3 separate regions of the Mus musculus genome follow, and all the other regions are linked to region 1. The links are chromatin contacts, called in public HiChIP or PLAC-seq maps. All regions are on one chromosome and are shown on one strand. The core of a region is the stretch at or near the end of the contact, and the rest is flanking DNA. Distances in the headings are between cores, read along the strand shown.

Region 1 (2,912 bases), core at 269-2,768:
TATGCATCTACAGTCACTGATACTACTGCTGAAGTACCTTCCTTGCTCTTTACAGTCAGTGGGAACATGAATCAGGGGCTTCCATAAGGTTTCTGGCATAGACCACAAACACAGACCCTAGCTTCAGTAGGACCATGAACCCAGAAAGGCCTTCAGAGGCAGTCCAAACCACAGACATCAACAAGACCTCAGGCTGCAGCATAGACAATGGACATCAGCATGGCTATGGCCTTTGGTAGTAACATGGGCCATAGATATCAACACAGACCCTGGCTGCAGTAGGGTACACCACGTCCAATTTATGCAGCACAGGGATGAAGCAATTGAGCGCTTAGTGTATGGTGAGGAAGCACTCAACCAAGGGAGCCACATCCTTCCCTAGTCCTGGCTTACAACCTTCCTATTTACCTAAGCCCACCCATACTGACATCTTGGCCAGTGGACACTGGGGAGACCTGGACCTGTCATACATATCATGGTTTTCAATCCCTCAACTTCTAATTGATTCCACTGCAGACACTTCTCCAGAGAGATCCATTCCAGGCTCTGTCTTTACCTACTTCTAAATTCTTCATTCATACACATCATAGGGTGTCTGGGGTAAACATGGAATGGAAGACAGAAGCAATTCATTGCTCAGCCCTTCTATTAGTAAGAAAAGGGCTAGAGAGATGGCTCATTGGTTAAGAATACTGGCTACTCTTCCAGAGGACCAGGGTTCAATTCCCAGCTTGGCAGATCACACCATTTTTAACTCCAGTCCCAGAGGATCCAATGCCCTCTTCTGGCTTTCATAGGCACTGCATACATGTGGTGCACAGACATACATGCAAGCAAAATACCCATATAAATAAAAATAAACAAATAAATATTCTTTGAAAACAGCTGATTCTGTTGGGCAGGACAAAGGCCTAGCTAACTGAGAGGTGGGTTTATCATAAGACAATGTCCTTTTCCTTTCCAGAATTTCCAACCCCCACCCACAAGCCAACATGAAGCCTGGCTGGGCCCGCGCATCTTTCAGAATCCTGATTTGGAAGGCCTAACTTTCCTTTTTCTTCTCTTCTGTCTTTTCTTTCAGATATGGCCAGAGCCTAAGCATATGTTCCCTGGTACTTTGGGCTTCCTTACATTTTCTGTAAAACTCCCTTCCCTGCCATGTGGCTGACCTCTGTGCTAGCTTCTCAAATGGCATGTCTTACCCCCACCCCCCTTTTCTCCATTCGATTCTCTTCAAGACACTGCAAGATTTACAGACTGCCAGTCTGGGGATTTTTTTCTTTAAAACTCTAATAAGCAACCTCCAGCTTCCACTTTGAGTCTATTCTTATTTTTGCCCATGAAACTGAGAATGCCAAAAAGAAACTCAAACTTCCCATTTCTCACATATCAATGCTGGCTCTGCCAGGACTCCTCAGGATTTCTGTTAACACTCCTTGCCTGCCTTTTAATTACATAAGAAAGGAGAGGATGGATCTGTTCCTGCCCCCTAGACAGAGCTACTGTCTTCAATTCCCCATCTTCTTTCAAGTCTCACATGATCCTTTCCTCCTGCTTCTGTTTCTCCCTAGCCTCAGTAGTGAGGACTGAATGCAGGGCTTTGCAAGCTGGGCAAACTTTCTACCACTGAGCTATAACTCTAGTCTTTTTATTTTTATTTTTAATTTTTTTAAGTTGGAGATAGGGTTTTGTTAAGTTGCTTAGGCTGGCCTTAAATTTCAAGTCTTCCTGCTTCAGCCTCCTTAGGTCCTGGGATTATAAGCCAGGCTTTTGTTACTCAGCTTTCTGTCTATCTTAGCACTAAGGGCCACAGGTTCACTGATATTGCTGTCAATAGTCTAAGTTCTTTTGCCCCTTACGTCCTTTCCATTGTGGCCATCTGGCCAGCTCCCACCATGTGCCCAGACATCAGCTTCTGAATCTACAGCACACTCATGGCACTCTATGGCACACTCATCCCTCCCATTCATCCCTGGCAAGCATCAGCTCCCCACGTGCACAGTGCTCTTCCACACCCGACTCCACAAGTCACACCTTCTCTGAGCTCTTCTAGCTTAAGCTCTGAGCCCTCTTTTCTTTAAACAGTTGCCTTAACTTGTGGAGGGTGTATCTTTTACTGTCTATTGTAATGCTAAGTGAGGGGCCACAAGACCTGGAGTCTGTACCATAGCCCCTGTGACAAGGTCCCCAGTTAATTGTGATTGGTAAATAAAGATGTCAATAGCTGGGCAGAACAGATATAGGTAGGGTTTAGGTTTCATGGGCTTGGAGAGAGAGGGCCAGGAGGAGGGAGAAGAAAGAGCAGTCATAGAATAGAAGAAGGATACGCAGGAGGGAGAAAGAGAGCTGCCATGTGTTATGGATGGACCTGGTGCTATTCTTGTGAACCAATCCCCTAGTGAAAAAAGGAGCTAATCACCGGGTGAGTAAGAGGGACTTACGGGTTGGACGGAGGAAGAGAGGAAGCAAGAGAGAGGTCTTTTAGGATGGGGATAGGGTGAGGACAAGATGTAGCTATGAGAGTCTCCCAGTTTCAATGGCAGATCTGTCAGGATTAGCCACCAAAGGATTTAGATTTAATAAGGCCTACAAGATTAGGATTTTACTGTCGTTTCTGAACTGAACTAAGTTTGTGTTGTGTTTTCCTTCACACAGAGGCTCAACTGGGTTCAAGAGAGAAAGGTACAGCAAAGCCTGAGTTTGCCTGAGGTGCCTCACAAAGGCCATGGGGGATTTGGAGCATGGGGCTGGTGTGGTAGAGACTCACCAGTGGGAACTTAGTGGGCTGGCTGGAGACATTCTGGAACTGAGTCAGAGTCTCCAAGAGATACAAACAGGTCTGTCACTGCCCGCCAGCGCATGGCCAGCGAGGCCGCTGGGGAGAGCGTTGCTGGCACAAGTGCAGGAACATG
Region 2 (2,912 bases), core at 206-2,705, 260 kb before region 1:
TGCCATTTTATCCAGGGGATAAAGTGATCACTGACTGGCACCCAAGGTTAGAGTCTAGTCCTGTGGTAAACAATGTTGTCAATAAATCAGAAACTGAAAATATATTTAAAGAACACTCGCCATTGAGGGAAATGTGGCCCCTAAGATTGTCTATGTCAAAGAAGGGAAGTAGCAGCTGAATGTGCTAAGTAGATTTCTATAAACACAGTTTCAGGAGGAGCTGTGCTGAGCTTTTCCCTAAAAAAACCCAGCTCACTCTTTCACATCAAATCACTGTGGCCGAGAGGAATCGGTCATAGTACATTGACTGTGACATAATTCTGGCTGTGAACAATTCTTGGAAATAGGAAGCTGAAGTGCTTTGTCAAAGGCGACTGCCCATACAAAACCAGCCAAATCTGCAGTTTACAAAGGAGAATACAACGCTCTTAAACTTAAGTTTTGGAGATTCATTCCTTCCTTCCTTCCTTCCTTCCTTCCTTCCTTCCTTCCTTCCTTCCTTCCTTCCTTTCTTGTTTTCGAGACAGGGTTTCTCTATATAGCCCTGGCTGTCCTGGAACTCACTCTGTAGACCAGGCTGGCCTCGAACTCAGAAATCCACCTGCCTCTGCCTCCCGAGTGATATATTTCTTTAAATACTAAGAATTTTTCATTAATTTCCAACAAAGATTTGGTGCCTATTTGATACTGCAAGAAAAAATAATTAGGGCAGAAAATATACCAAACAACTAGTTGATCTGTCAAAATAAAGCACAGAATGTTAAGTGGACAAAAGTGAAAATGTTAAAAATGTTATAAAAGTGAAAACCAAAGTAATGGGGTACAATGAAGGCTTTTAAAAAAATTACACATGTCTTTGGCATCTTAAAATATTTTTGTTATTTTGTTATTTATTTTAAAAGACTTGAAAGCAGATGAAATACATGCAAATTATTTGAAATCCCTGCATAGCAAATACAGAGTTTGCCAGCAGCAGTCAGATGTGTTAGAAGAAAAGTGAAAGAGCCTCTCCTGTGGCAGAGCCCCACACGATGGGGGAGGGGCTCAACCCTCTACCGTGTACTGGATGGCACCCCAGAGGGCTGTGCAGCAGTCACAAACAAGGCATTGTTATCTGGGAGGGAAGGGACCGAGGAATTTCCATTGGTCGAAAACATCCCATCTTTAGTTTTTCCAGATACTCTGCGTGGACTGAACCTTGATTGCATCTTTTACTTTGAACCACTCTCTCTTTCTTCCTATATTCCCAGTCTTCCATTATTTCAGTAACTGTCAGAACATAAACATATGTTCTGTGCTTCTGGTCTTGAATCTGCTCAAATATTCCTAGGAGTCTGCCTAATTTTCCTTTGACTCCAACCTTTTCATACACTTCACTCAAAGCAGCAGTGCCAGGCTCCTCCTCTGGCACCATCCCTCCTCTGGGGACAATCCACTGGACTGCTACTCAACAACTGCACCTCATCCTCCTACCCACTGCGGAAGCACAGGCAGGCCGCCCGCTTCTTGAAGCCCTCGCGGTCCTATGTCCGCGTCTGGTTGTTCTAGAATTTCATCATGGAGCTGGGCTCCTGCAGCCTCTGCTCTGGCCGCCACCGTGGAGACCTGGCCGCCGCCACCCCGCCGGGTGGTCGCCGAAGGAAGTCGTGGTGCTTGAGCGCCGGTAGGACGGCCGGCGACATGGCCGGCGAGGCCGGGCGTCCACCGAGACCCAGGGTGGAACGCGGGTCACAGCAGTCGGGGGGCAGCGGTGGAAGCGCCGCCTCTGTCCCGGCGCCCGCCGCTCTCCTTGGAGCCCGCTGCCGCTCGCAGGGGGAAGAGCATGGCTCGAGGGTCGTGCCACAAGGAGACAGTTGGAAGCAGCAGTGCAGACCTGGCAGAGACGCCCTCTTTCTTTCTTTTTTGGTTTTGTTTTAAGATAAGCCATTGCAGTGTAGTCTTGGCTGGCCTAGAACTCATTATGCAGAGACTATGACAGGGCTTGTTTAGGGAGAAATGACTTACTGACATCAAGTCTCTAACATGTATGCTCTAGTACATTTGGGCCTTTTTTTTTTTTTTTTTTTTTTTGGTTTTTTGAGACAGGGTTTCTCTGTGTATCCCTGGCTGTCCTAGAACTCACTCTGTAGACCAGGCTGGCCTTGAACTCAGAAATCCGCCTGCCTTTGCCTCCCAAGTGCTGGGATTAAAGGCGTGCGCCACCTTTCAGGAATACACTGTACTTTTCAGTGCATAGATATTATACATATTTTTATTAAATTTATTCACTAAGTATTTTAAATTTATTAGCCTGTGTATAATAAGCGTGTGAGATGTGTGTGTGCCCACATGCCATGGCACCAATGTGGAAGTCAGAGGATAACTCATGGAGCGGATTCTTTCTTTTCACCCTCATGAGTTTGGGAAATTGAACTCTGGTTGTCAGATATATATCATCAGGCAATAAGCACCTTTACCTGCTAAGTCACCTTGCCCCATTTTCATGATTTGGTTTGGTATTTTGAGGTAAGGTTTCTCTATGTTGCCTTGACTGTTCTGGAACTAGCCCTGTAGACCAGGGGCTCTTGAACTCACAGAGATCTGCCTGTCTCTGCCTTCCAAGTGCTGAGATTAAAGGGATGCAATACCACTGCCTAGACTAGTTTCATCCTTTTTGATGCTATCATAAAAGACATTGTAAATTCAACGTTATTTATTGCATTTATTTTGTATGTACACGTGGGCATACATACAAGAGTGCAACCGGATGGACAACTTTCAGGGTTCTGTTCCCTCTTTACCATGAGATGGAACTCAGCCCATTCAATTTAGTGGCAAGCATCTTTATCTTCTCAGCTATCTATCTTGTTGGCCTTAAATTAGATTTCTATTTGTTGGTTGCTAGATAGAAATCTAGAAATTTTATTAGGTTC
Region 3 (2,912 bases), core at 118-2,617, 140 kb before region 1:
TCATGTAGTTCTAGGGATAGGACCCAAAGGCTTTGTGCATATTATGCAAGTATTCTGCCAACTGAGCTGCATTCTCATCCCTTAACTTTATATTAAAACCAAAAAGTGTGCATGTGTAAGCCAGAAGTTGGTATAAGGTGTCTTGGGGCAAGCAAGCCCTGGGGTTCCTCCTGCCTTCACTCCTAGCATTGGGACTAGAGCTGTATCTGCTCTTTTTTTGTTTGTTTGTTTTTTGGGTTTTTTTTTGTTGTTGTTGTTTTTGGTTTTTCGAGACAGGGTTTCTCTGTATAGCCCTGGCTGTCCTGGAGCTCACTTTGTAGACCAGGCTGGCCTCGAACTCAGAAATCCGCCTGCCTCTGCCTCCTGAGTGCTGGGATTAAAGGCGCATGCCACCACGCCCGGCTGTATCTGCTCTTTTAATGCCTGCTCTGTCCTGTAGATCAGACTTGGACCCTCATGCTTAGGCTGTGAATGTTATACCAATTGAGCTCTGTTGCCAGTCCTGACACTGGTTTTTTTTTTTTTTTTTTTTTTTTATTGCTGTTATGTTTGGTCACAATTATTTTCCAGGTTTGTAAAGATCAGTGTTCTGAACAGCTTTGTTGGCCTTATATACAAAATATTTGCTTCTCTTGTTCCTTTCCATACAAATGCACAGGATTGACACAGGTGTACATACACACACACACACACACACACACACACACACACACACACACACACACACACGTAGCTGCTGTCCCCCTTTTATATTCAAAACATGCACATAACTGCAAACAACAGAATCTGAAAGCAGCGGTCCATACTTGGGCTTGTCTACAAAGAAGGATCATCACATCTACAGATACTGTTCTGGCTCACCAATCACGCTTGAAACCTACCAGCCCTCTAACAGATCCCCAGTCACCCACAATGCTAGATCCATCCACAGAAAGCCTATCTACTGGTTTCAGTGTGGGCAGGTGCCTTATTCTTGTTTCATTTGGGGGTGATTTTATTTTAGTTGTTTTTGTTTTTGTTGTTCTAGAGAGTTTATCATCTGTCCCTCTTTCTCCCTACCCAGCCCCCAAACCTCCCCCCTCCAGCTTCCATTGCGCATGTGTTATGCATCCCTCCCCCATCCTGGGTACCAGTTGGGAGCTTTCAGGTGCTGGAGATTGAAGAGATGGAGCAGCTTCCTCAGCAACGCCGGGCCCATTAAAACACTGCCGATCTGAGCTGCCTTCCTCCCCGCAGCCTTCAGCAGGGATGGAGTGAACCAGACCCCTGGACCTGCCCGCGGGGAACAGCAATGGAGTTAAAGCAATCTCTGTCTGTTCATCTGGAAGCCGAGAAGCCTCTCAGGCGTTATGGGGCGGTGGAGGAGACAGCATGGAAAGCGGAGGGACTGGGAAGTGAGTGTTCGGGCAGGGAACGGGTGGGGACAGTTGGGGACTCGCGTGCTGAACTGGGGCCCCCTAGAGCAGACCGGAACGCAGGCTGGCAGACGGGAAGCGCCCCCGCAGCTGGGCTTCCAGTGTTGCACAACAGCAGTTTGTAGGTTCTCCCTACAAACAAAAGAGGGGACCCTCCAGGGCTGGGCTGTACTGGGAGGCTCCTCTGGAAATCGCGAGGCAGCTAAGCTAGGAGTCCAGCTGTACTGGACTAAGGAGTCCGAGATCCGGCAGCCGGAGGCAGCTTTTGCGAAGGACCGTCTTTCCTGCATCCCAGGAGGAGGAACGCTAGAGTGTTAGGATGCTTGAGGGCGCAGGAGCCAAGGGCAGCTTTGAAAGCCCCACATACAGAAATGGGGGAGTGTCTGTGTGCTCTTTCAGCCTTGAGGTTCAGAGCATAGCTGAAATTCCAGCATTGTCCCACCTCCTCTTGGGTCAGAGGAGAGATGAAAGAGCAGGCAAAGGGCAAGGTTAGCGCTGTGCAACCCCCCTCCCCCACTCTGTTAGCTCTTGACTCAATGATACGATTTGGTTTGGTTCAGCTCTTGAAAGCGGTTTTGAAGCAGACCTCTGTACTTACTGGCTCTCTCTTTGGTGTTTTGGTATCAACAAACATCTGTAAATGAATCCAAGACTTTTGCTTTCAATTTGTTGGACACAATACTTGAAACTCTGCAAACAGTGGAGGCTATCTGGAAAGTCTAAGGTCATTGATGTCCCTGACTCTAGGAGCTTCCAAATGTCCTCCACTCTGCCTCCTGTTCTGGTATGGCTTGCCCAGCAGACCTGGTATAGCCTGCAGCCCTCTTGCCTTCTAAGGAACCCTAAAGCTACCTGCTCTGACTGGGTCTCTAGGCTTAGTGCTCTTCCCCAGCAGCAGCCATTGAGCTACATGTACTTAAAGCATTGTCAATCAGCTCCTTTTCTACCTCACTTGGGAGAAAGTGTGAATGTGTGAATGTGTGTGAATGTGTGTGTGTGTGTGTGTGTGTGTGTGCACACTCGCGCACATGCCTTTGTGATTGTTTTCTCCATTCTTGTAACTATGGACTCAAGCTATATTGTGTTTCTATTTCAAGTTCAAATGTCTTCGTTCCTGCTATAATGGGTGTTCTGATGCTTCCAACCTCTTTCTTTCTTACATTTTCTTTCTCCTTTTAGACCTAGGTCCTTTCTCCTGCTTCATCCTTCCTAAATCCTTTAGCTTTGGCACTTTGAGGTAACCTAGAGGTTGCAGGTCTGTGGTTTATACGCTCTAAATAATACCACCCATGGCTGCCTTGTATTGTTAGATTGCCATGTTCTGAAAGCTTCAGAAACATCTCTTATTTATCCCTGGTACAACCTTGTGTGGCACTGTAGTGCTTTTTACATATATGAGAAGGCGGGGGCTTGCTAGGTAACTCAAATGGAAATGATGGAACCAGGATTCAGACCCAGATGAGTTGGACTCCATACATTTCTCATGAAGGTTAACTG

Evidence for each region. HiChIP or PLAC-seq counts read pairs in DNA pulled down with a chosen protein or histone mark.
Region 2: an H3K27ac HiChIP or PLAC-seq map of embryonic stem cells shows a contact between it and region 1, with 7 times the contacts expected there. The contact joins two enhancer-like sites. A contact is called at or near these places in 1 of 39 promoter capture datasets (neural stem cells), 5 of 484 Hi-C or Micro-C datasets (bone marrow-derived macrophages, cortical neurons, embryonic stem cells and 1 more) and 6 of 115 datasets of contacts at active chromatin or transcription factors (embryonic stem cells and stem cell-derived neural progenitor cells).
Region 3: a contact with region 1 is called in an H3K27ac HiChIP or PLAC-seq map of embryonic stem cells, with 2.7 times the contacts expected there. The contact joins the promoter of Ifitm7 here to the enhancer-like site in region 1. A contact is called at or near these places in 2 of 39 promoter capture datasets (hippocampal neurons and macrophages), 3 of 484 Hi-C or Micro-C datasets (CD8 T cells, Sertoli cells and forebrain), 5 of 115 datasets of contacts at active chromatin or transcription factors (all in embryonic stem cells) and 2 of 9 other capture datasets (adipose tissue and pancreatic islet).

The regions. Positions count from the first base shown.
Region 1 is chr16:14,121,998-14,124,909 of GRCm38.p6, forward strand. The region is part of intron 21 of Marf1 (meiosis regulator and mRNA stability 1); the gene reads right to left. Among named protein-coding and RNA genes, the nearest start is that of Marf1, 36 kb to the right of the region's middle. Within about 2 kb of position 1,519, at least 26 of the 459 cell types and tissues checked have an H3K27ac peak or open chromatin away from gene starts, as enhancers often do. A contact at or near this core is called in adipose tissue, bone marrow-derived macrophages and embryonic stem cells, where this site is marked.
Region 2 is chr16:13,866,541-13,869,452 of GRCm38.p6, forward strand. The region is part of intron 8 of Pdxdc1 (pyridoxal-dependent decarboxylase domain containing 1); the gene reads right to left. It also overlaps the pseudogene Gm19150. Among named protein-coding and RNA genes, the nearest start is that of Pdxdc1, 35 kb to the right of the region's middle. Within about 2 kb of position 1,456, at least 98 of the 459 cell types and tissues checked have an H3K27ac peak or open chromatin away from gene starts, as enhancers often do. A contact at or near this core is called in bone marrow-derived macrophages and embryonic stem cells, where this site is marked.
Region 3 is chr16:13,985,500-13,988,411 of GRCm38.p6, forward strand. It overlaps Ifitm7 (interferon induced transmembrane protein 7), which reads right to left and starts at 1,368. Exons shown (of 3, transcript NM_001270718.1): 1 at 1,131-1,368. It overlaps Bmerb1 (bMERB domain containing 1), which reads left to right and starts at 1,138. Exons shown (of 6, transcript NM_144518.3): 1 at 1,138-1,394. The coding sequence starts at 1,292.